2 separate regions of the Pan troglodytes genome follow, and region 2 is linked to region 1. The links are chromatin contacts, called in public HiChIP or PLAC-seq maps. All regions are on one chromosome and are shown on one strand. Each heading gives the region's core, a stretch centred on a gene start, on an enhancer-like site or on the middle of the called end of the contact. The rest is flanking DNA. Distances are from core to core; before and after follow the strand shown.

Region 1 (6,213 bases), core at 2,667-5,166:
CTCGGCTTCCTTTGCTTTGAGCCTACCCCAGAGCCTGGTGCATGGTAAGTGTCCTCTTCATGTTTCTTGGGCCTGTGCATGAAAATGCTCCCACCGCTGCTGTTGGTGTTTGGATGCAGACAAGCTGGGAAAAGCAATGGAGGGACCCGAGACAGAGGAGAGGAAGGAGAGAGTAAGCAAACTTTCTCTACTGAGGTGCCTCAGAAAAAGCCTCAAGAACCTGGAGATGATGCTGAAACCCTGAATCAACACATAATAGATCAATTCATCTAACTAGAAGAGATTCATTCTGGAAGGTGAGGAAGAAAGTAATGCATAGTTCAATGAGTTAAGCATTTGGAACAGTTTCAGTAGACATACAGTAAATATTTATCAAATAAATAAATATGCTGAACCCTTATTTTATGACCATTACTTTGTGTTATATAATCTGTTCATCCTCATAAAACATTATCACCATCTTGCAAATAAGAAGCTGTGCTACCAGATTAGGAGATTTGCCCGAGGTCATATAAGACTCGTCAAAGGTCATACAGCAATTCAGAGACAGAGCTGACTACCCTACTCTCTAAAACAGCTCTATTCAAAGTTGTAAAGGCCATATTCCCTGTCCCCTTCCCTGCAGTGCCATACCACCTGTTACCACTGACACACTGTGCATTTATCTGCTTGTCTGTTTCCTCTCACCACAGCATAAATTCCCTAAGGGTAAGAATCTTTGTTTTGCTCGCTACCCTTTTCCAGAGCCCAGAACAGGGCCTGCCATGTAAGTGGCACTTCATGAATGCTTACTGAATGTTAAAAGGATGAATGAAGGGATTATTTAAAAATCCTTATTTCGGCCAGGTGCCATGGCTCATGCCTGTAATCCTAGCACTTTTGGGAGAGTGAGGCCAAGAACAGGAGTTTGAGACCAGTCTACATGACACAGCAAGACCCTGTCCCTACAAAAAATTTAAAAATTAGTCAGATGTGGTGGCAGGCACCTGTAGTCCCAGCTACTCAGGAGGCTGAGGCAGGAGGATGGCTTGAGCCCAGGAGTTTTGAGGCTGCAGTGAGCTTTCTCGCACCACTGCACTCCAACCTGGTCAACAGAGCAAATCCCTGTCTCTTAAAAACAAAAAACAAAAACAAAAAAGTTTCTCCACCTCTGAGGGGCAGTTCTGTAAACTTGTGGCTGACAGATGACTCAAATCCAGGCAAGAAGGCTGGAGGCCATCTGTGAGGAAGGAAAACTGTGGCCTGCTGAATGCTCTGGATAATCAGAGGGAAGACTATCCACAGAGGAGAGACTCGCTGCATGGAACCTGGCGGGAGAGTAACCAGGGAGCTGGCATTTGTCCAGTCTCAGGCTCTGACATCACCCCTGTGGTGACATGGGTGGGCATGAATGCCACAAGCTGGCAGTGGCTCTTCTCAGGATGTGGCTTCCCACATAAAGTGGCCCTAGAGGGAGAATGTGATGACCAGGTCCCTGTGGCAATAACAAGTTCGATGTAAGTGCATAAATAGGCACTTACCAGAACATTTCTTGTGAGCCAGGCATGGTAGTTCACGCCTATAATCCCAGCACTTCAGGAGGCTGAAGGGGAAGGATTGCTTGAGCCCGAGAGTTTGAGACCAGCAGCCTGGGCAACGTAGAGAGACTCCATTTCTAAAAAAAAGGAAAAAAAAAAAAAGTTAAAGTTAGCCGGGCATGGTGGCACACTCCTATAGTCCCAGCTACTTGGGAAGCTGGGGTGGGAGGATCGCCTGAGTCTGGGAGGTCGAGGCTGCACTGAGCCATGATCATGCTACTGTACTCCAGCCTGAGTGACAGAGCAAGACCCTGTTTCAAAAAAAAAAAATCTTTTGTGAATTGCGTTAGAATGAGTGAGTCGTTCGAGCCTGGCAGCTCTGGCTGCTGGACAGAGGCTCTGAACCAGCCAGGTTGGGTTGTGGATAGTCCCTTGAGATAGTTCTCTGCCCACTGACCTTCCTCTGTACCTAGGCTTCTCAAAGTATAGACTTGCTACTGGGCTCAGACTAACCACATCAGTACCACCTGAGAACCTGATAGAAATGCAAATTATCCTGCCCTGTCCTCTGATCTACAAAATTAGAAACTATAGAGGTGAGCTCCATGGTTCTGGGAATTAACAAGCCCTCCAAGTGATTCTGATGCATGTTCAAGTTTGAGAACCACAACTAGTTTCCCTTTCATAATAGTTACTACTTTGCAAGGAGTCGGGTGGGGTTAAGGTAACAGGTTGAGAAATTCATAATATCGTGCAGGGGGTCTTTTTATAAGTTGAGTGAGGACTGGATCAATGACTCTCAATGGGAAAGGCCAGGGGTTAGGGAGGAACCTCCTTGCATTTGGAAAATCTCGAGAAGGGGTTAATTTGCAAAAACAAGTTTTAAAATTATAGTTTTGCTTCCTAGACCTGATTTTTAAAAATTTATTATTTTTTTTAGAGACAGGGTCTTGTCACATTGCCCAGGCTGGTCTCGAACTCCTGGCTTTAAGTGATCCTTCCCCCTTGGCCTCTCAAAGTGCTGGGATTACAGGCATGAGCCACGGTGCCCAGCCCTTAATTTATTTCGAAGGCTGGTGTAATATAAACATTAAAGGAAGGTGTAATACAAACTGCCATCCATTATTGATTGTTTTAGTGTCTACAAGGTTTGGATCCCACCTCCTGTCCAATTCTCATCCTCAAACACAAAACCAAAACCAAAAAAACAACTATCTATCTACACACACACACACACCCTCGGCTGGCCTGAGAGGTAAAAGAAACATCGCGTAGGACCTGCTGAAAGAGCTCCTGAGGCACGCTGGAGCCTTTCTTGTGTGCCATGCACTGTATCTGGCACTATAAAGAGGGTACAATAGCTAGTGGCTTCTGCAATCAAGCAGCTTACAAGAGAAAATTGAGAGGGGAGACATTTTTTTCTGGTTGACAGATGTCGAAAGCATGAAGGTGTGGGAGCTTTGATCAGAGACTTGGTTTTTCAGTTTTGCCAGATAATAGAACGCATGGGGTGAACTAATGGGAGAGGAGGGTGAACAGATGGGCAAGGCTTGATTGCTGGGTTAGGAGGCACAGAAATGCACAGAGGACAAAGGACTACCAGTCCTTGGCAGTACTGTACTGCTCCATGGCCACTACTTGGGTCCAGGGCCACATTCAGATCTGAGGTTAGATAGTAAGAATTGCTAACATTTATCCAGCGACCACATGTGCCAGTAATCAATCTAGGTGCTGTACATGTATTAACTGATTCTTCATAGGAACCCTATTAAAGAGTTATTTGATGAGGAGAGTCGGGCATTCACTGGAAATCGAACGTGCCCAAAGTCTCACCCTGGACCGTGGTGGAGTCAGAATTTGAGTCCTGGCCACTTGCTCCGAAGCCACCGACAATTCAGTGTGCTGTCCCCCGTGTCTGGGCTGGCTTGGTGGGCTGGGAATGGCGGGGGAATGGGACACTTATTTTGGCAGGTAAATATGGTTCAGAAGAAAGCTCTTCGTCTTTCTCCAAGCCTGAGCAATCGTTTTGGCGCAGGCAGTCCAGAGTAGAGCGCTTTGTGAGCCAGCTACAGAAGTGCTGTAAGCCCCTTCCCACTAGATGGCAGCCCCTAAACCCACATACAAATCCTGGAACCTCCCTGGTCCCCATCTTCCAGGGCTGGGCTGCAGCTGAGGAACTGCGGGACGCACACCCGCCGGGCGTCCAGGGGGCGCCGCCCCATCCGGGGGTCGCGGGAAGCTCCTAGGCCGGGTGGGGGACGGAGGCGGACGGGGAGACGCTGCTCCCCCGACTCTCGGCGCCTGGGGGAGGAGCTGGCGCGGAGCAGCTCCACCCGGGGCTCCCGGTTGGGGCCGGCCCTCACCGCCTGCCTCGCCGCGGCCGCCGGGAGGGGAGGGGAGAGGAGGGCAGGGAGGGCGGCGCGGGCGCGGTCCGGGGCCCCGAGGGCGGAGGCCGGCTGCAGGTGCGCGGCGTGGACTACAAGTCCCAGCATGCCCGGCCGCCCTGACCCGGCCCCCGCCGCCGCTTAAAGGCTCCGGGAGCCGCAGCCGTCGGGTCGCCGCGGCTTTCGCTTTGCTGCCGCGGCTGGGAGGGTGGAAGCGGCAGACTCAGCGGCCGGCTCTACCGGCGTCCCGGCTCGGGCAGCGCCGAGGGGCGCTCCTGGTCCAGCTCTCCTGGCTCGGGGGTTCCTTGCCGAGGCGCCCGCGCCCCGGGCTCCCAGCCTCGGCCGCCGCGGCCCCGATGCCGAGGCATGGATAGAGCGGCGCTGCGCGCGGCGGCGATGGGAGAGAAGAAGGAGGGCGGTGGCGGGGGGGATGCGGCGGCCGCGGAGGGAGGCGCAGGGGCCGCGGCCAGCCGGGCGCTGCAGCAGTGCGGGCAGCTCCAGAAGCTCATCGACATCTCCATCGGCAGCCTGCGCGGGCTGCGCACTAAGTGCGCTGTGTCCAACGACCTCACCCAGCAGGAGATACGGACCCTGGAGGTAAGTGGGTCGGGGACCAGGCTGGGCTCGAGGAGCGGGCCCGGACACCTCCCTCCGGGCCCCAGTACTCCTGGCCGAGTTGCATCCTTGAGCCCGCGTCGCCCCCCTTGGAGGCTTCCCCTCCCTCCTGCACTCGCTGATGCGGCAGCCGGAGGACCCGGGACCAGCCCTCATCTTGGGCAGGATTTGTGGGGCGGGTGCGTCGTGGGAACTGGGATGGAGGCTCGAGGGGCCCGTGCGGGGTGGGCTGCGCGCGGACATCCCCTTTCCCCCCTTCTCCGCCCCCACCCCATTTCCAGTTTGCGGAGCCGCAGGACTCGTTGTCTCACCGAGTCACAAGCTGGACTTTTCCCCGTGTGACTGAGCTGAGCACCCGTGGGCCAGGGTGACGGAGGAGGTTCCCCTGAAGCGTGATCGCAGGCCTGCCGTCCCCTGTTCCCCTCACGCCCCAGACGCCGTCCTGTCCCTTCCTTTCCTCTCCTCCCAGGTCTTGTCTGCCGCCTTTTCAAAAAGTGTTGCTGAAACTGCATTTTTGCTATTCAGGCGTTTGGTGCTTTCCTTTCACGTTGCCACGGAGGCTCGCTGCTTAAAATGTATTAATAATTACCCGCTGACTCCCCCTGCTTCCCCCCAAAGATTGGATTTAGGCTTAGGAAGGATTATGCTGGGAAGCAAGCCTTTGGTGGGAAGATGAAACTGTTTAAAGGGTTCTGATGGAGACAGCCTGGAGTGTAAAGAAGAAATAAGATATGCGGGCCTTCCTCTCTCAAATTATAGCTGGGGAAGTATCTGAAGGATTTGGAAAAACCAGCCCGAGGGTTGTTGGGGCACCCTGTCCATACACAAATGAGGGCAACTAGTGGATTCTGAATGTGATTTTGGCCAGGGACGGGGCGGTGAAACGTCAGAGCAGTTAATAGCTGCCCCGTCTTGAAGAAGGAACCTCTCACCATCTTGCCCTGCCACATCTGGCCTCCTGCAGGTCTGGGGATGTTTTGTTTTATTAGATCCTCAATTTCTCCTCCCCCAAACCCTCCCCCCGCCCCTTATTGCTAATTGCCTCTGCCAGCTGTCATAAGGCCCTCTGTGATCGCGGTAATTATTACAAGACCAATCCTTCCTCCAGGCATGCCACAAAGCCGAATCCTTGTTTGATTCCAAATGCTCGGGGGTGACTCTCCCTCAGTTTTATTTTCTTAAAAGCTATAAAACCACAGGACATTGGAAGAATACAGTCAGTGTTGGGTATTATTATTTTTTATTACAGTTGGCTAAAGCTGTACTGACCAAGGCTTTGCTTAAAAAACAAACAAAACCCCCTACAACTGGCCTTTCTGCATGCATGCTGCAGTTTTCCAAGTATTGAGAGAAACTGATTTTTTGAACACAGCTGAGTGTGTTTGCTCAGCAAAGTTCAGTTTTTAAGCTGACAACAATAGGGGGCCTGTGAGGCTTAGTTCCGGGAGGAGGGGTCGCTGTCTGGCAGAGTGTGCGTGGTTGGACTTCGGTGTTGCTGGGCTTGGAGAATGCTCTCTGTGTTGGCCTCTGTGGGATTGTCCCCACGTTGCTCTGAAGTGCTCCTGGCTTCCAGAGTGTGTATATAGGAGAACCACTTGCTGTGCATTCTCTGGAATGGCCTTTTGTCCTACCCTAACTTCCGGAGTCCCTCATTTTGATGGCAGTGTGGCGTTCATGACACCCCAGAGCATCCAGCT
Region 2 (6,213 bases), core at 2,259-4,758, 160 kb before region 1:
CTGACACAGGAGAACTGCTTGAGTCCAGGAGGCGAAGGTTGCAGTGAGCTGAGATCGCGCTGTTGCACTCCAGCCTGGGTGACAAAGCAAGACTCCGTCTCAAAAAAAAAAAAAAAAGATGGAAGTTAGCTCTCAACTTGAGGGTCTTCACACAGAGCTGGTATTTAAACCCAAGAAAGAGGTTGCCATCACCCAGGGAGACTGCGAAAGAAGGGAAAAAAAAAAAGCTGTGGGCCAAGGACAGAACCCTAGAGAACCCCAACATCTATGCGACATGTAGGGAATAAGAAGCCCCTTCAGATTTGACATTAAAATAGCAAACACAGATATGAAATGCCAGGTATATATTTGCTTTTCAAGCCAGGTTTCATTTATGAGAGGCAAGGTAGCATGGAAGCAGGGCAGTCAAACAAGTCTGAGTTCAGATCTAGCCCCTGCAGCTTACTCTGTCCTGTGGCTTCTCAGGTTACTAAGTGTCTATGAAATGTATGTCAATACACTGTATGTGCACTCCAGCCAGGGCGACAGAATGAGACTCCATCTCAGGGAGAAAAAAAAAAAAGAAAAAGTCATCACAATAATTCACTGATGGACACTCAAGAACTGGTATTTCCCATGAATTTGTATGGTATAGTACAAGTAACAGGGATAATAGCAGTTGGTTAAAAGAATTAACTGAGATGGATATAAATGTTGGTATATGAGCTACAAGACTGCATTAAAGTTTTTCTGTAATGTATGTCAATACACTGCTCATATGTTGTGAGCACGAAATCGGTTAATCCACAGAAGCACTTATATGGCTCAGTGCTTAGAAGTATCTATTACTAATGAGTACACAAATCATAAAATTATTTTTCATTCCATTGTCATGCTTTGCCAGTTGAGAAAATGGCCAGGAAGTCTGTTGGCTTGCAGGAATAAACTAAAATAGAAATTAAACAATTGTATTAAAAAGTCTGGCCGGGGTGGCTCACGCCTGTAATTCCAGCACTTTGGGAGGCCAAGGCGGGCAGATCACTTGAGGTCAGGAGTTTGAGACCAGCCTGGCCAACATGGTGAAATCCCGTCTCTACTAAAAATACAAAAATCAGCCAGGCATGGTGGCGTGTGCCTGTAATCCCAGCTACTCGGAAGGCTGAGGTAGGAGAATCACCTGAACCCAGGAGGCAAAGGTTGCAGTGAGCCGAGATCGTGCCACTGCACTCCAGCCTGGGCGACAGAGTGAGACTCCATCTCAGGGAGAAAAAAAAAAGAAAAAGTCATCACAATAATTCACTGTTGGACACTCAAAAACTGGTATTTCCCATGAATTTGTATGGTATAGTACAAGTAACAGGGATAATAGCAGTTGGTTAAAAGAATTAACTCAGACTGATATCAATGTTGGTATATGAGCTACAAGACTGCATTAAAGTTTTTCTTTTGTTCTACTCTAAAAATTCAGCAACTAGGCCCAGTGCCTGATACAGAGTGAGTCCTCAAGATATCGTTGACTGAAGCTAACAAAGTGATTTATTGATTTATTTATTTATTGAGACAGAGTTTCACTCTTGTCACCCAGGCTAGAGTACAGTGGTGCAACCTCAGCTCACTGCAACCTCTGCCTCCCGGTTTCAAGCAATTCTCCTGCCTTAGCCTCCGGAGTAGCTGGGACTTTGCCACCACGCCTGGCTAATTTTTTGTATTTTTAGTAGAGATGGGGGTTTCACCATGTTGGCCAGGCTGGTCTCGAACTCCTGACACCCGCCTCAGCCTCCCAAAGCGCTGAGATTACAGGCGTGAGCCAGCGCCCCCAGCCTAACAAAGTGATTTTTTTTTAAAGAGGAGGGGCAGGCAGGGCGCAGTAGCTTAACGCCTCTAATCCTAGCACTTTGAGAGGCCGAGGTGGGCAGATCACAAGGTCAGGAGTTCAAGACCAGCCTGGCCAATATCGTGAAACCCCCTCCCTACTAAAAGGACGAAAAAAATTAGCTGGGCGTGGTGGCAGCCACCTGTAGTCCCAGCTACTCGGGAGGCTGAGGCAGGAGAATCGCTTGAACCCGGGAGGCAGAGGTTGCAGTGAGCCGAGTTGGCGCCACTGCACTCTGCTCTGGGAGACAGAGCAAGACTCCGTCTCAAAAAAAAAAAAAAAAAAAGGAGGGGCGATGTTTTATTAAACATTTCGCTATTTGAAGAATTAATACATTCATGCAAAGAAAAGATGAAGTAAACATGCCCTACAGTGTTATCATTTGAGATCTCTTAAAAGCGGCTATGCAGCCGGGTGTGGTGGCTCACGCTGTAATCCCAGCACTTTGGGAGGCTGAGGCGGGTGGATCACTCGAGGCCAGGAGTTCGAGACTAGCCTGGCCAACAGGGTGAAACGCCCTCTCTACTAAAAATACAAAAATTACCCGGGCTTGGTGTCACATGCCTGTACAAATCCCAGCTACTGGGGAGGCTGAGGCAGGAGAATTGCCTGAACCCGGGAAACGGAGGTTGCAGTGAGCCAAGATCACGCCATTGCACCCCAGCCTGGGAGAAGCGAGACTCCGTCTCAAAAAAAAAAAAAAAAAAAAAAAAGCGGCTATGCAACACTTTACTCTGTCCCATGAATATCTGCCACATATTTGAATTCCCAGTCTTATACGCCCCAGGCCTTTGCAATGTTTAGGGTCCACACGAGAAGCCATTAAAATGCAAATACATCATCTGTGACCGGGAACCAAGCTGGCATCTGGCAGACACTGACACATTTATCAGTCTGATGTGTGGACAACTAGGTGCCTCCCAGAGGCCTTCAGGTAAGGTGGAGGAAGGACCAATTCTGAGCTGACACAGTGGGATCCATCTTGGCCAGGACAAAGGCAGTCCAGGGAGGCCCCGCGGCGCAGTGCGGCGCGATCACGCCCGAGTCTCCTTCCCGTTCCCCTCGGCCCTTCCTAAAACCTGCTGGCTCAGGTCTGAACAATCGCAGCTGGACAGGTGGTGCACAACGATGTTAATTTTCATCCTGTCTTTTTCATCAGTGCATCCTTCAGTTCCCTATTACTTGTGGGCTGGGGAGTTGGCCAAATTGAGTGAAAACCTGAAATGTCTTTTTGTTCTTTTCGTTCAGCCAGTTTAAGTTCCATGCAATCTTTAAGCTAGGAGGCTAATAATAATACAATTCTCTCCTTGCCCTTTTCAAAGCCACTTCAGCTTATAAACTCCATATTAGACCATCCAGGCCCAGAAGACGCCACCGGCCTACAGGCAGAGTCAGCGGAACCAGCCTGGGCTGGATCTCCCCCTGCGAGGCCCCCAGGCAACGCCCGCGCCGGGGCGGGGAGATCACGTCCCGTGCGTCGGGAGGCGGGGCCTCAGGCTGTGACGTCATGTAGCCGCGCCCCTGCCGCCCAGATATCTCCGGCGCCGCCCGCCATTTTGACTCCAGTGTCTCGTTTGCAGTCGGCGCGTTAGGGGAACTGTCTTCCTCCGCAGGCGCGAGGCTGGGTACAGGGTCTATTGTCTGTGGTTGACTCCGTACTTTGGTCTGAGGCCGTCGGGAGCTTTCCCGAGGCAGTTAGCAGAAGCCGCAGCGGCCGCCCCCGCCCGTCTCCTCTGTCCCTGGGCCCGGGAGGGACCAACTTCGCGTCACGCCCCTCAGCGGTGGCCACTCTCTTCTCTGTCGTTGGGTCCGCATCGTATTCCCGGAATCAGACGGTGCCCCATAGATGGCCAGCTTTCCCCCGAGGGTCAACGAGAAAGAGATCGGTGAGGATTGGGACCGTGGGTGGGCGCATGAGGGCCGAGGAGAGGCAGGGACTCCCCGGAGGAGGTTTGGGAGGAAGCGACTCCCAGTCTGAGGGAAGAGCTCCAGTGCGCCAAGGCCACCCCACTAGCGAGGAGGAGGAAGCCGCCTCGGTGGGAGTTGGCTGAGGGGTAAACGGCACCGACGTGGATGCAGCACCTACTGTGCTCCCTCGCGGTTGCTGTGTGGCTGGGGCGGGCAAGGACCCCGGTTTCTTCGTCGGAGGTCCGCGCAGGGCTCTTGTCCTGGGAGTTCTTGGCTCAGGGCATGACTGTCGAGTGGACAGGGAAGGGCCACTCAGGGACTTTAGGTTTACAATGGGGAAAAGTAAACTTGTGGGTTGTGAGCGGTAATGAAAGGAGGGGGGTCCTCGTGTGTACCAACCACTCTTAGATAGAAATGAGATGGAAGAGGTCCCAACAGCCTGGCAGAAGCAATACAGTATTTTTAAAATGGTGTGGCCTTAAGAAACGCAGCGGTTCGGGGGAGGAGACTTTTAGAATTATCTTTCAAACACTTAAGGGAGGAGCTGGGTGGTTGGGTGGAGTGACAGAAGGAAAGCTTTTGTGCGGAAGAGGAAACTCTGGAAAAGGCTTTTCTGGCTTAGTGTCTAGCCCTGGTCGGCTTAGTAAAGGGCAATTAGTGTTGAAGGTTGTGCGTCCACACCTACTTAGCGGCTCAGTGGAAAGCACGTCGCATTATTTAAATCCTCTTTTAAAGTAAAATAACTGGAACAACGTTTGACGGTGTTGGGGGGTGCTGTACATTGGCTGATAACACTTAGCAAACACTGATCTTACTGTGTGAAGTAATAATTAGCTGCGGCCGCTGAGCAGAGAGCATTTACATTTTCCTACTCTTGAAGTGAATGTGTGCCTTTACTAAGTACAAGGAGGAGTTATTTCTAGAGAAGGGAAGAGGCTGAAGTAGCCAAAACGCGCACTATTTTGTATGTGGGTGAATTTTTGTATCTAGAAACAGCTGTTTTAGAATTCTGGACTTTTGTTGTCTTAGGGATGATTGATTAGGAAGGGACTTTAACCCTGGTTTTAATAACCATTTTTAAAGATACAAACACAGAAAAAAAAAGGGAAAAAATTGTAGCAGAGCTCACACAGAAAAAAGAAAAAAAAAGATGCAAAGAACACAAAATTTGTGTCCAGTTATTATTTTAACTGTATTTTAAGACTAGAAAGTATGTCGCGAAGTGGGACAAAGAACTCAAAAGTTCTTATCAGTCCAGTGGGTTTTTCTTTTACTTCAGTACACCGTAATGTTATAGACGAGTGATCTGCCTTTTTTTAAAATCTGTATTTTACTTCATCCTGATAAACCATTTTGAAAACTTTCCGGTCCTGTTTTCTCTCTCTCTCTCTTTTTTTTTTTTTTTTTTGAGATGGAGTTTTTGCTCTTGTTGCCCAGGCCGGGGTGCAATGGCACGATCTCGGCTCACTGCAACCTCCGGCTCCCGGTTTCAAGCGATTCTCCTCCCTCAGCCTCCTGAGTAGGTGGGATTACAGGCATGCACACGCCCGGCTAATTTTTGTGTTTTTAGTAGAGATGGGGTTTCTCCATGTTGGTCAGGCTGGTCTCGAACTCCCGACCTCAGGTGATCGCCCACCTCGGCCTCCCAAAGTGCTAGGATTACGGGCGTGAGCCACCCCGCCCAGATTTCCGGTTTTGTTTTCTAAGAGATGGGTAGAGATGGATAGCATACCTACATAAAGTAGAACCATCCACTAAGTGTTCCCCCACCAGCCCCCTGATTTCTCTTTTCTTTTCTTTTCTTTCTTTTTTTTTTTTTTTTCATATTTAGGTCTCAGTGTTATTTCCTGGATATGTTATAAAAACTTACTAGCTAAGTGCCAGATATCTAGAAGAACTTTTGCTTTTTCTGAGCTTTTTTTAACCCCAGTTTTTTTCTTTGTTTCTTTTTTTGAATTATCATTTGGATACAAGGTTGAACATTTCTCTGCGTAGCTTTTTAAATCTATGAATAAGGATTTACTTTTTTTCTTTTCTTGGGTGTTAATTAAAAGCCAAGCCAAGTTTAGTTTCTCAAGGACATACAGAGAGTAGAGGCAAGATTTCCATGAATGATTAAATAATTCTATGTGATACTACTGCCCTTTTTCACAAGGCACTGCCACAGATCATCCCTTTCTGGTTATGAAATTTTGGGGAGGAATGTAAAGAAGGAGCTAAATCTGGTTTGCTTGGTTCAGCAGTGACTCAGATGGTATGTTACTGTTTTACAGATATTAATAATGTAGTGTTGTATCTTACGGCTGATTTCCCATGGCAGCCTTTCCCTTAATAAGGTCATTAAATCATACATTTCTGTTGCTAACATTAAACAGTTACAGATAATGTAATAAAGGTTTAACTTAAAAATTTTTTTTCAAAGCACTTTATTACAAACTTTGTGCTAGGTTTAT

What was found. HiChIP or PLAC-seq counts read pairs in DNA pulled down with a chosen protein or histone mark.
Region 2: an H3K4me3 HiChIP or PLAC-seq map of stem cell-derived excitatory neurons shows a contact between it and region 1, with 2.4 times the contacts expected there. The contact joins the promoter of WSB1 here to the promoter of KSR1 in region 1. A contact is called at or near these places in 1 of 7 Hi-C or Micro-C datasets (stem cell-derived neural progenitor cells) and 1 of 1 datasets of contacts at active chromatin or transcription factors (stem cell-derived excitatory neurons).

The regions. Positions count from the first base shown.
Region 1 is chr19:40,121,533-40,127,745 of NHGRI_mPanTro3-v2.0_pri, reverse strand. It overlaps KSR1 (kinase suppressor of ras 1), which reads left to right and starts at 3,916. Exons shown (of 21, transcript XM_054670970.2): 1 at 3,916-4,498. The coding sequence starts at 4,268. It overlaps LOC129137672 (a long non-coding RNA gene), which reads right to left and starts at 5,349. Exons shown (of 3, transcript XR_008540410.1): 1 at 4,828-5,349; 2 at 1,521-1,654; 3 at 1-124.
Region 2 is chr19:40,285,037-40,291,249 of NHGRI_mPanTro3-v2.0_pri, reverse strand. It overlaps WSB1 (WD repeat and SOCS box containing 1), which reads left to right and starts at 3,508. Exons shown (of 9, transcript NM_001280230.1): 1 at 3,508-3,738. The coding sequence starts at 3,699. It also overlaps the pseudogene LOC100614212.